Linked DNA regions of Hordeum vulgare: region 1 is linked to region 2. Evidence: chromatin contacts called from public Hi-C data. All regions are on one chromosome and are shown on one strand. Each heading gives the region's core, a stretch centred on a gene start, on an enhancer-like site or on the middle of the called end of the contact. The rest is flanking DNA. Distances are from core to core; before and after follow the strand shown. Region 1 holds the start of LOC123428077 (plasma membrane ATPase). Region 2 has its middle 8.1 kb from the start of LOC123430987.

What was found. A called contact is a pair of places that touch in the nucleus more often than the background predicts.
Region 1: a contact with region 2 is called in a Hi-C map of leaf, with 2.6 times the contacts expected there. The contact joins the promoter of LOC123428077 here to the enhancer-like site in region 2. A contact is called at or near these places in 2 of 6 Hi-C or Micro-C datasets (leaf and seedling).

Annotation. Positions count from the first base shown.
Region 1 is chr2H:630,032,327-630,039,340 of MorexV3_pseudomolecules_assembly, forward strand. LOC123428077 (plasma membrane ATPase) reads right to left here and starts at 2,167. Exons shown (of 15, transcript XM_045112242.1): 1 at 1,927-2,167; 2 at 404-523; 3 at 76-312. The coding sequence starts at 1,968.
Region 2 is chr2H:629,747,592-629,754,079 of MorexV3_pseudomolecules_assembly, forward strand. No RefSeq gene overlaps it. Among protein-coding and RNA genes, the nearest start is that of LOC123430987, 8.1 kb to the right of the region's middle. Within about 2 kb of position 1,615, at least 3 of the 3 cell types and tissues checked have open chromatin away from gene starts, as enhancers often do. A contact at or near this core is called in leaf and seedling, where this site is marked.

The DNA of each region.
Region 1 (7,014 bases), core at 917-3,416, 290 kb after region 2:
ATTCCAAAATAGTATGGCCACAGTACTATAGAAACAAAATCAACCTAACAGTGCAGCATTCTGTGCCGAGCTCACCTTTGTCTTGGGTGCAAGGTTGGCCATGAGAGCAGCAGCGGCGTTGCCGGCATTGTTCTCTTCGATGAAGGAGATGGTGGAGTTGATGACCAGAAGAACGATGATACCAACAAAATCCTGCCAATCCGGAGGCTTCCCACCACCGTTGGCCAGTGCAATGGCCATGATGGCGGCCATCTCCATGACCCAGGACAGCGGGTTCCACATGAATCCCAGGAACTTGAGGACTTTGCTCTCCTGCAAAACGAGACCCACAAGGAAGCAATCAATACGATGCAAGAACACACGAACCAAACTTGCATCAGAAACCAAAAGTAACGATGCTCACCTTCTTCTCTTCGAGCTTGTTGAGGCCGAAGATTTCAACACGCTGTGCCCCCTCATCGGAGGTGAGCCCCTGGCGCGTGCACTTCAGCTGCTCGAACACCTCCTCGATGGGGATGTTCTCCTGCAAACACAAACACAAGGGAAACAAACCATTGATGAGAAAAGATCTATCGATGATATGAAGTGCGACCCCACTCAGTCAGCGACAGCTAGAACAGACAATTCAAACAGCTCGTTGTACAGAACAGTAGTTTCCATGGCATGGGACCCATCGGTCAGCCTCTACCAGACAAATCCGGGGCCGGCACATCGAACATGGGAGAGTCCAAGCGGGCATCTATCATCGAAGGTGGGGTGGGTCCAATGATTGGGACCCGTACGGCCGTCTGATCTCCATCAGACGGCTCAAGCCGGCCAAGGACAGGGTGTCCTGGGCCGTACGTGCCTGGCTGGGTGCGTACTTCCCCCACAGCCCCACGTGCCGGGGTGCGTACGTTTTCATCTCCCAGAAGGCCGCCTCGAGATGCGTGCGGCCAAGATGCAGAACCCGTGGCGCATGTGAAGGCGAAAAAAACAATAGGATAAGCGAGAGCGAGCGACGGCTCCGCTTCTGGATTGGGGTGCGCGCTTCGGTCAACAAAGATAGAAAAACGAAAAGGCAACGGCTCGAAGGCACGGATTTCTCCGTGCTTTGTGGTGGTTGGCCACTAATCCGGCGCCGCATGATCAGGGAGTCCGGCCCGTGCTTAACCATCTTTTGACTTTAAGCCCGAATCCGTACTCCCGTCCCACTAATTCTACTACTACCACTACCACTATTCGAAAATCTCCATTTATTTTTCATTTTTGGTAATCATTTATTTGTGGACGAAATAAAAACTGGAAGGAAGAAATTACGCGCAGATCTAAGATTCGGTGCTCGTATCCCGTTCCACGGAGGAGGAGATTTACGTATTAAATACGGCAGAGTGAAACAGCTGGGAAGGATCCAAAAATTCCTCCGCCGAACGCTGTGCGTTTCGGGGATGCACGCTGCCGCAGCATAGCGGAAGCAAAGCAGAGGTAGAAACATGGGGTGTCTGTGCTGTTCCTGTGCTACATGCCGGCCATGGACAGCTGGTCCTCTCCATCATTGAAGAGCCGCTGAGCACTCACATGGCGAAGATACAGCCGCACATGGAAAGTTTGCTTTCAAGGAAATCCTTTAATTCCTTTTCATTTCACCAAAAAAGTAACCAGTTAAACTTTTTGAGAGAGAAAAAATTTAAAGCTACACGAATTCGTGCGGAAGCTTTCGTCCCTGCCAGAGATTCCCCGACAGAGAAGAAGAACAGCAGGTAAAACGGCCAGCAGATTAATCTGTCGCAGTTCGTGCGAGTCTCAACCCCATCTATCTACCCAGAGATCGAAGCAGCGGGGGACAGCAGTACGAGACGAGCATGGCGTAGAGCGAGAACCAAGCATCACCGCGAGAAACAGGGCGTCGGAAGAGAGAGGGGTGGGGGAAGCGGGGGCGGTTCTCACCAGATCGACGGCCTCGTTCCTGATCTCCTCGAGGCCGCCCATGGCTGACGGCGGGGGGCGGTCGGGCGCGGAACCAGCACGGGAGGGGAGCGGGCGGAGTCTACAGGCGAACCCGGAGGCCCAGCGCTGCCACGCAACAACGCGGGGAGGCCGCGCTGCTGCCGCTCTCTCCTCCGCTCCGGAGAAGGGGAGTGGTGGTGGGTGGGTGGGGGGGCGGAGGAGAGGAGAGAAACCGGAGGCGATGGGGGAGCTCTCCGTGCAGCGCCTCCCCCCCTTTATACCCACCCACCCCCGCGCCGGGCCACGCCGTGCAGCCCTAGGCGACCCGAACCGGGCCCGCGGGCCCCGCCGAGCCGCCAGGTGGGCCCCCACCTAACCCAGCCCCCCCTCCCCTCTCTGTTCGCGTGCCGCGGCGAGTTAGGCCGTCCCTCCCGTCCCGCCGCACCTGGATGCCGCCTCGCGGAGAGATAGCGCGAGCGCGGGCACGGGCACGTGCCGCGCGGGGCCCGCGCGTCGGTGGCGGTGGCGGAAATATCCCCAAGATTTGACCCCGGGGGAGGGCGGGCTGGCGTGGGGCCCGCGCCGTGGGACGCCAGCCACTTGTGGGTGGGCCGCGCCGCATCACGGGATAACGGGCGCGGCGTCAAAGGGTCGGCGCGTTCCGTTCCTTTTTTAACTGCGGGCCGCGCGCGCGCCCGTGCCCGTGTTGGGCTTGGGTTCGGGTTCGGGTCACGGCGTGGGGGGCCAGATTCCATTCCGTTCCACACCGTTTCTGCGGGGCGGGCGGGCGGGCGGATGGATTGGATGGATGGGGGCCGTACGTACGGTGCGGACGGTAGCGGCGCGGAGCAAAAGTGTGGGGATGGGGAGATAAACTACTACTGTACTGTAGGAGGAGGCATTGCGGGGTGGGGAGATTTTGTTGCCTGGCGCTGTAAACCTGGCATGTTTTTGGCAACGCTGGTTCGTTGGTGCCATTCGGGTCACAAGGGGCCGGCCAATGGGACGGCCGTAATTGCCGGTTCAAACGGGTTTTTAATATCTTGCTTATCTTGTTCTTTGCTGGTTTGGCTGCTTGAACATTTCTGTTCGGTTATAAAAACAGAGGGCGATTCCGATTCTACTAGGGGGCGACTATGTCATGCATTTCGGAGTGATAGTGGTAGTACTATTATTGCTCGCATTTGTATCCTTTGTTGCAAGATCTCATCGTATTTCGTCCTCTCTTGTGTACCATATCTCTAGAGAAGAAAACAGAATTTATCGTTCACTCGGCATCTTTTGACGTGATTCATGGTATTAATGCACGTATTAAGGTGGGAAAAGTGTACTGACCAATTGCATGTGATCAAAAAATCAATTGTTCATAATCTAATAAAACAATAATCTTTTATGCTCCTCCTCATACTCTGTAAAATCTGGGACACTCAGAAAAAAATGGTTTCCAGAATATGGATATTGACGCTGGATGTTTTGTAAAAGCTATTCTAGAAAGAAAAAAATCCAGTCTCACCGTCTCAAGACGGCCATGCTAAAGGAACATGTCGGGCTGTGGCGTGACTTCCTCTCCTCACGATAATCATGATCCTTGTAAGAATTCTCATTTTTGAAATATATTCAGGCGAGGACCCTTTCCCCTCCAATGACCATTAAAAAAAGTATACGATGGGGGAAAAGAACGATCTCTTTCCTGTGACTAATCATCCCTTTACGAAGAGGATATAACATGTATTCCCGTTACCTCCAAGTGAAAACAAAAACAAACTGTCACCACGAAGAACAGATTTACACTCCTCCTTTCATCCCGCTTCACTTACTACTGGTCATATACATGTGGAGAAAGTAACGACCTCTTTCATGCGACAAATCATCCCTTCATAAGGAGAAGATGACATTTTTTCCGTCTCCTACACGTGAAAACAACAAGAAATTGTTACCTTTAAAAACATATTTAGGCCACTTGATTTCATCCCCCTTCGCTTCATACAATCAAGATCTTCATAGCAACGGTGATGGGCTATATACAACATCCTCAAGATCTTTGCCATTGCCTTCACATGATTTTAGCTTTGTTCTACTAGCTTCCTTCACAGTATCACATCTACTTTTACGTTTCCATCAACATCATTTTGCATTCCCTCCCTTAATCCCCATTTGTGTCTTCCTCTATTAAATTTTCTCACAAAAGCTCCAAAATTATGTTTTTGAATCAGATCCATCGTATGTTTGGGTGATCGTTCTGTGCGTAGCATGAGGATTATGTCTAGACATAGGGTTTCTTTTGACATGTCACAATGGGTTTTAGGGCGGCTTGAACTAAATAAGACCAATTATACGAATGAGTTGTAGGGATAGAGAGAAGGAAAAACAAAGGAAATGAAATGTTTAATCTCTGTTATAAGAATAAGATGAAACAAACATAGGACTCTCGTCCACGAGGAAAGCCTTCTTGCCATAGTTCAACATCATCCTAAAATACATCTTTTCCAACAATTGCAGAGGATGATAACAAGCATTGTTGAACGAAGTGTGTCTTATATGAAGAGACCGCGGAGGTCACTTACATCATTAGCAAAGATATCAATGAGAGACTTAAGTTCACCCCTCGTAGGTGAGATCAATGATTAAGAAATCGGTAACCGGTAGCTGCTCGGCCGGCTTGGGAATAGCGATTAATCGGTGAATCGACCTATTAACTGGATTAACCGGTCGACTATTGATCGGTAGATTAAATAAAAACTTGCCAACTTATATCTAGATTTTTTATGTATTATACCATAATTCCACGCACCTAGCTATGTAATATACCAAAATATTATATTGTAGTCATATAAAAAATAAACAAGAGGTAAAATTGATAATCGTTATGTATCCAAATATATAAAATCTCAAATTTTAAAATTATCAATTAAACATTTAAACCTATACATATACTTGCTAACATACATCACACAATATACTACACATAAGAACAAAAATCAAGAGTTCCATCCACCCATCTACAAAATTGTAAGTCATAATCTACTAATGTATGAATGTTGGATTCTCCACTAAGATAGGGGGAAAACATGGTAGTACCCATGGGAGAGGATGGGGAAACATGCTAGTGACGCCATCGAGGAAGAGATTGGGGAGCGTCCCATGGGAGAGGATGGGGAGTGGGCAAGGGGGTGGGGTCCAGACAGGCGACAAGAATGGGCGGAGCAATGATACGTCTCCATCGTATCTACTTTTCCAAACTCTTTTGCCCTTGTTTTGGACACTAATTTGCATGATTTGAATGGAACTAACCTGGACTGACGTTGTTTTCAGCAGAATTGCCTTGGTGTTATTTTTGTGCAGAAATCAAAGTTCTCCAAACGTCCTGAAAATTTACGAAGAGCAGTTTTGGAAAATAAGAAAAATATCTGCGCCAAGTTCCACCTGAGGGGGTGGGCCAGTGGGCCACAAGCCCTGGCTCCGCCACCACCCCCCTGGTGGCGGTGGGTAGGCTTGTGGGGCCCACACGGCTCTATCGCCCCCAACCTCACGTCTATAAGTCCCCTTTCGTCCTAGAAAAAATAAAAAGAGAAGTTTTCGCCACGTTTGTGATACGGAGGTGCCGCCACCACCTGTTCTTCATCTCGAGGGCAGATCTGGAGTCCGTCTTGGGCTCCGGAGAGGAGAAATCGTCGCCATCATCATCATCAACCTTCTTCCCTCTCCAATTCCATTAAGCTCTTCGTCGTTCGTGAGTAATCTATTCGTAGGCACACTGGGCGGTGATGAGTAGGATGAGATCTATCATGTAATCGAATTAGTTTTGATGGGGATTGATCCCTAGTATCCACTATGTTCTGAGATTGATGTTGCTACTACTTTGCCATGCTTAATGCTTGTCACTAGGGCCCGAGTGCCATGATTTCAGATATGAAATTATTATGTTGTCACCAATATATGTGTTTTAGATCCGATCTTGCAAGTTGTAGTTACCTACTATGTGTTATGATCCGGCAACCCTGGAGTGACAATAACCGGAACCACTCCCGGTGATGACCATAGTTTGAGGAGTTCATGTCTTCACCAAGTGCTAATGTGTTGGCCCGGTTCTTTATTAAAAGGAGAACCTTAATATCCCGTAGTTTCCTTTTGGACTCCGCTGCCACGGGAGGGATGGACAATAGATGTCATGCAAGTTCTTTTCCTAAGCACGTATGACGACACACGGAATGCATGCCTATATCACATTGACGAACGGGAGCTAGCCACATATCTCTCCGTGTTATAGTTGTTGCATGATGAATATCATCCAAACAAATCACCGACCCATTGCCTACGAGTTTGTCCTACTGCTGTTGTTACTATTGTTGCTACTGCTGTTACATGTCTTGCTCAGCTGCTGCTACTATTGTTGCTACTACTGTCACTTGTCTTGCTCTGCTGCTACTGTTGCAATATTGTCGCTTACTAATGTTGCTACTTGCTACTGCTATCACTACTGCTTTTCCTTGCCACTGCTATTGCTCGTTACACTGTCGTTGCTCGCTACTTTGCTATTACTACCTTGCTTGCAGATACTAATCTTTCAGGTGTGGTTGAATCTGATAAATTCAGTTGCTAATACTTGAGAGTATTCTCTCACCTCCCGTCGTGCGAATCAACAAATTTGGGTCGAATACTCTACCCTCGAAATCTGCTACGATCCCACGCGCTGGTGGGCGTCAACAACATTCTTCTAGTGTCGTTGCAAAGGGGAAGAACAGTTGACATCAAGCATTTTTCTGGCGCCGTTGCCGGGGAGATATTGCTATATTCTCTCAGTTACTTGGGATTTATATCTGCTGATCACTATGAAGAATCTGAAGGATCTGAAGACCAAAGTCTCGCCCTCAACTACGAGGGGAGGTAAGTGATGACCCACAAGTATAGGGGATCAATCGTAGTCCTTTCGATAAGTAAGAGTGTCAAACCCAACGAGGAGCAGAAGGCACTGATAAACGGATTTCAACAAGGTAATAACTGCAAGAACTGAAAGTAGCGGTAACAAGTGATTGTGTAGTGAGGTGAAATGTAGCAAGCAAAGAGTAACAAGTAACAAGTAGTAGCAAC
Region 2 (6,488 bases), core at 365-2,864:
TTGATACATATGAAAAAATATATTCACCTTTTATTTTTTAAATGTTCTTACATAAATATATATATGTTTGTGGATTAAAAATGGTCTATAGTTTTTAAGTTGTACATTTGGGAAAAAAACACACACATGTGAGTAAAATAGAAGTGGAGGAAAAAAATAAGAAAAAAATAGAACAAAACCAAAATATTGGAAGTAACATGAAAGAAGAAAGGGAGAATATGAAAAGCAAAACGTAGAATAAGATATAAAACAGGTAATGGGCCGGCTCAAGATTACAATGCATTCGAGTGGAGCATGAAATTGGGTTTGCCGGTTGGTAGCCCCTTTTTGAATTTGAAGAGAGAAATCTGGCTGCTTAGTTAAACGAAGCATCCCACCAAAAACGGGTCAAACGAAGCACTGGCTTCGGCCATATCCTATTTGGTGCTTATAGTGCCAAATAGAGTATAAATGGTACGGGAGTACACCCCTCACTCGTGCACTTCTCTTAAGCAGTCCCGCCATTTTGTATTCCCCAACCAGTTTTGGCCATCCCCCAGTTTTTTAGGTTGGTTTTTTCTCTGGGTTTTTTCAACACAGGTTTTGTTCAGTTATTTTCCTCATTTTGTTTTCTAATTCCTTTTCCCCATTTTTTCTTTAATATTTGTTTTATCAAATTCACGAACTTTTCACCAATCCATGATTTTTACCTAGGTTTGTAGACTTTTTATAAATTTGTGGATATTTTTTGAAATTTGTAAGTTTTCATCACAAACTTTTCTTAAATTCGTGAGAGTTTTATTACTACACAAACTTCTTCAAATTTAACAAATATTTCTCAAATTTGTAACTTTTTCTAGTATCAAGTTTGAGAACTTTTTCTGCAATTCAAACATTTAAAAAAACTGTTAAATTTTCTCAAATTTGTAAGCCTTTTCTAGCTTTTTAAAATTTTTCCATACTATAGAAGAGTTTTTTAAAATTCTTTATTTTCATTAAATTCGTGAATTTTTTCCCAAAGTAATAAGCTTTTTGACTCTATCTTTTTCAAGTTCACGATCTTTTTCCAAATTTAAAACCTTTTCAAATTCAAGTTTGTTTGCCTATTCATAAACTTCCTAAAATTACTGGACCATTTTCAAATTCAGTGAACATTTTTTAAATATCTGTTTTTTTTCAAAAAACGGGGTGTATGTTCATGACTTTTTTAAATCCATGGTTTTTTCCTGCAGAAAACCGGGTGTCTTTTCCTCTTGCCCTTGCAGATCCAGCAACTACTCCCTTCAAACCATATTATTTGTCGCTCAAATTAATGCATCTAGCATTGAAATACCTCTAGATAAATCTGTTCGAGCGGCAAGTAATATGAATCGGAGGGAGTATTTTTTTTACAGCAAGCAATCAACAAGTAAATTGAAAAACTGCGAGTACCCCACAGTTTTTTTAGACAAAGAAGCCAACATACTCCCTCCGTCCCAAAATAACTGTCTTAAACTTAGTACAACTTTGTATTAGAGCTAGTACAAAGTCAAGACAGTTATTTTGGGACGGAGGGAGTATGATGCGACCGAGTCGTTCGGTTGCGACTGGGCCGCGACCCATGTAACCACACAGGAGAGTCAGTTGGCTCCCTGGGACTTAAGGCGTGCTTAAGGCATTGTAGAGGAGGTCTCTAGGCTTTGCTGTTTTGTAGGGCCGGGCCCGCTATACATAGCCCGTCACTGGGACCATTATTTTCTTTACTAGCCTGCAAAGTTGGTGTCCACTATAATGCTAGAATTGTAGGTTGCTTCCCTACTCAAACCTATCCCATCAGAAACTAGCAAAATGAAGCAGCAACTATGCTCGCTTCATATGGGTGCTGCTTTGTCTACCTTACAGCGAGAAAGAGCGCCCCCCCCCCCCCCCCCCCCCCGCGCGCCTCATCGCAGTCCTTAAATGGGCCAGTCCATAATCATGTATGTACCAGATGAAGCAATGGTGTATCCGGAATTCAAAAACAATAATCTAGTTTGGACAAAAAATTTGGAATTCAATAATATAATTTTATGAATTCTACATAAATATTCAAACAAGCCAATAAATTGGATATCATCTTTACATTATAAATTACTACAATATCGATGAATTTTAAAAAGTTCACTTAAGTAAAAAAATATACCGTAACCTACTAAAATAGCGAGGAAAACTATTTTTTTCCTTGTGCCCTACAGTGTCATAAGAAACGGATGGAGGAAAAAAATAGCAACACTTTCTCTTGAAATAATAAAAATCTCCAACTCTGAGTAGTCCATTTTATTTCTCATGAAAATATTAAGTTAGCTAAAATACTTTATACATACATCAGTTTTTACTTATTTTTTATAAATATTTTCGGAAATTTTATCAACACATATACTCTAAACATATATTTTAGATATCTATCTTTAAAACTATTCACCGTGTATTGCAAATCTATGAAACATATTTAATATAATTTTTTATATCTTAAGAAAATGTTCACACATTTCAAAAAATGTAAGTATTTTTTTTAAATGGTATACGATGTAAAATATGTAAGCGTAATTCGAGAAAAGTTGCATGTCACTGAAAATATGTACATTACATTTTTAAAATGTTCACGGATATCAAAACAGGTTTGTGACTTTTATAAAAACGATTATACAATTTAATATAATGTTCACATAGTTTTACAAAATAAAAATCTATCAATAAAAATCTATCATGAATCATATTATTTTGAGGATGACAACTTCATGCCACACCTAATTCAGCAAGGCATCCCCACCGCCCACCTCTCCTCCACCCAAACCCTAGCCCATCTCACCACATCCCCACATCCTAGCCTAGGTTTTCCCCTTCCCCCTATCATCCTCTTGGATGTCGTCAATGCTACATCATCGTAGTCTTGACATGGCGGTCAATGCATCCATTCATATGGATCTCGACCTAACTCTAGGTATGGCGTTTCACATAGGAGGTGCGGCATTCCTGCCTGTTGATGGTTAATCCCATGGAAGACATGAGTCAATTCTCCATGGTGGTGGATTTTGGACATACAACATTCAAGCTTGATTAAGATGCGGTAGTGGCGGGCCTGGAATCGACCACCGACGACTGATGTGATGCTGTATTGATTTCCATACGATCAGGTATTTCCTTTCGCCGTTGCCACCAAGCCAGGTGGTTTTTTTATTACTTAAGAAGATAGAAAAGTTTCCTGATTTCGCCAAACCATGCTAAGAAATAATCCAAGTTTCGAGAGCACGAATGGATCTTCAACATGTATTCGGAAAATGTTCAAAGTTATGTCTTTACAAAATATTGATAGTGTATTTCAAAAATGTCAAAAGTGTAGTAAAATATCTTTGATGTATACCAAAAAGATGAAATGCATATGAAAAAGTAGACATTTAAACATATATTAAAAACATGTATTTTAAAATATGCTAATAACGTATAGAATTTGTTCCCGATGCATATGGCAAATGGTCAATGTTTCTGAATAAGTGTAGAGATGTGGTGAAAACATAAATAAAAATTAGAAAGGAAGAAAAAAACAAATGGAACCAAAGAAACCCCAACAAAAAGAAACAAACAAAAGAAACCGATGCAAACAGTGAAAACCAAAAAAAATAAAAAGACATAGAATAAAGAACTCAGAGAGTCTGCTATAGTACTGGGCCTTCCCACTAGCCTTGCACCAAATGTGAACCACAGCTACATCTCTTTACGGGTCTGCACAGTGTGTGTCATTAGAGTGAACGCTTTCTCAAATCCCGAAAAAAAAAGTGAGAACGTTTTCCCTAAAGAAAATGCTAGATCACAGTAGATTGATATATCTCCACCTCCACACGTCATAGATAAAATATCACGTGGAAACCAAGTTTTGGTGGAAACCACGTGAAAAAACTTCATTTTGAAGTTTCAAAAAATATATAAGAACAGTACAATGTGTCAAGAGTGTGGTGTTCTGTTAGCATGTGAAAGTCCAAGTTTAAACGCAAATTCGTTTACGTGATACAGAAAACAAAATCAGCATTAAATAATGCCGAACATGAAGCATTACTATGAATGAAAAAAAAATAACGCGCTATACCGCCGCTAATAGCACGCTATACCGTATACAGAATTGGCTGGGTAAATTCATCTGTATACAATGTCTCGCTAATAGCACGCTATAGCGTGATATAGCACGTTAATAACATATTTTCAGGGGGGGCACTATTTTATATAGCGCGCTATTTTTTTCATTGATTCATTTCTTATAATTTTTATAGCCTGCAAATTAAATGGTTTTGTATTTAAACTTGGAATTTCACATGGCAATATAACATGGCCCTCTTAGTATACTGTATTTTTCAAGAATATTTTAGAACTTTCAGATGTGGTTTCCACGACGGTTTCATTGAAACCTGGTTTACACGTGATATACTCTCTATCTTTGTGGACTCGACAGCTTCTCCCAGTTTCCAGTCGAACAATAGATATCTGTCTTGCGAATAAATCAGGGCTATATATATTTCTCTTGCGAATATAGAAAAAAAAAACTGATAGTAGCACGGACGGCACCAAGGAAAAAGTGTCCGAGCTAGCCCTAGCCAACCTGCGCTGCGTGAAAGGAGAGATCGGTCGGCCAAATGAGTGATAAATGGCTAATTTGACAGGTTACCAATCAATCACTGCTGCTAGCTCGCCCGGCCCGTGCATCGCTGTGTCCACGTAGTACTCACTGTACGTAATCCCCACTGGGAATCATACGGCCGGCTGGGGTACGTACAACGTGCATGCATGCATGGCTCGTCGATCGATCCCGCTCCCACATGCATAGCTTACAGCCTTCGTTCGGTCATTCCTCTCATCCAGCAGCTATCCTATCTCCATCTGGCAGGCCAGCTACTCTCAGCCTCCGTTGCCGGCCGGGTAATTAACCATGCTGTAAAACTGCTTCATTAACCCTTATACTACCAGCTAATGTAAAAGCCCGGGAGTTGGCTACGTACGTACCATACGTACGGCAGGCAACAACACGCGGCAGAGTAACTACTGGGTAAACACAAATGGGATTGGCATTTAGGACATGATGTCCCGACCGTACGTACATGGATCGACCACCGGCCGCCACCACAGCGCATCTTCGCTCGCCAACACGTACACCTTACGTAATACAAGTACGTATGCAGGCAATTACTACTCCATGCATGCATGCACGTACGCACGTAGTAGTACGTACGTTACGTTACAGCCTATTAATGGCCGTAAGGCCACCAGAATATATGGTACACAACGGAGAGAGTAGGAGTATTGCTGCCTGGCAACGCATTGATCCATCCCTTAATTGGTTGCAAGGCCGATTGATATGACCGATCGGCTGGTTCAATTAGCTAGCTAGGCGACCGACATGGATCGATCGTCATCAAGTCGCTAGATCCATCGATCGATATGATCGGGGTTAGTTACGACGTGTGCATAAGTCAAATCCTCTTAACAACCGGTGCCGTAACGTCATTAGCTCCATCGATCCAATATAATTCCATGATCGATTAGGTTGATGCACTTCATGCATATACATAAGCCAAAAATAAATATTTGTCTTTAGGAAAACATCACCAAAGGGCTAGCACCTCTCGATCTATAATAGTCCCTCATACTGGCCGGATCCGTTCGTTCAACAAGGACGGCGTCGTTTTCTGTAGATTATTAATTTGATTAAGACATATTTTGGCTCGTGTTTTCTCTAAGTTATGATTGGACAAACTATGAAACAGAAATTCATGGTATTTTTGTTGACAAAAACCACTAATTAACAAACAAACAAAAACATTAGATGCGATGGATGGCTGGTGGGGGTGGATGTATTTCCTGTCTACAAGCGTTTGACGCCTCCTGTGTCTATTTAAGGCGTATTATTCTTTTGGCATAAGGGGGCGTCCATTGATAAAGGGGCGCATGTGCTGATTTTTATCAATCTTGAAGCTCCTAAGCTCCAGTATTCAGCAGATGCTATTTGAGTGTGCCCAGGTGGCGGGCTGAGAGTGTATACTTCTATGTTATACTCTGTGGCTACAAAAGCACCAGTACCACTTTCATCAAAATTAGAATTTATTTAACTTGTTTCGTATGAACCCCAAATTAAGCGAATGTATTGGCCATAATTTAAGCATGCATTTTAATGGAAAAATATATCAAGAAATCTTACACAGATAAATTGTTAGTTTACAAGGATCTTTCATCATAAAAGTAGCTAAGATGTGCTTGTAAGATCATCGCTTGCATGAATAGTATATGAATATACCCGGTGACCAATCTCCATCGAAAATGGTCCTTAAATCTGAGGTTAATTAATGGGATGGTTACAATCAAGAAATCATGATCAACCGTGGAATTTTGTATCAACATTGATGTTAAGTCGGCATGCACTAAAATTTCTCTTGCTTTACAAAATCAAGTGCGTGTGTGTCTGCGTGTGTGGAGCAATGATGCTATATTGCACCCAACCAACTTTAACT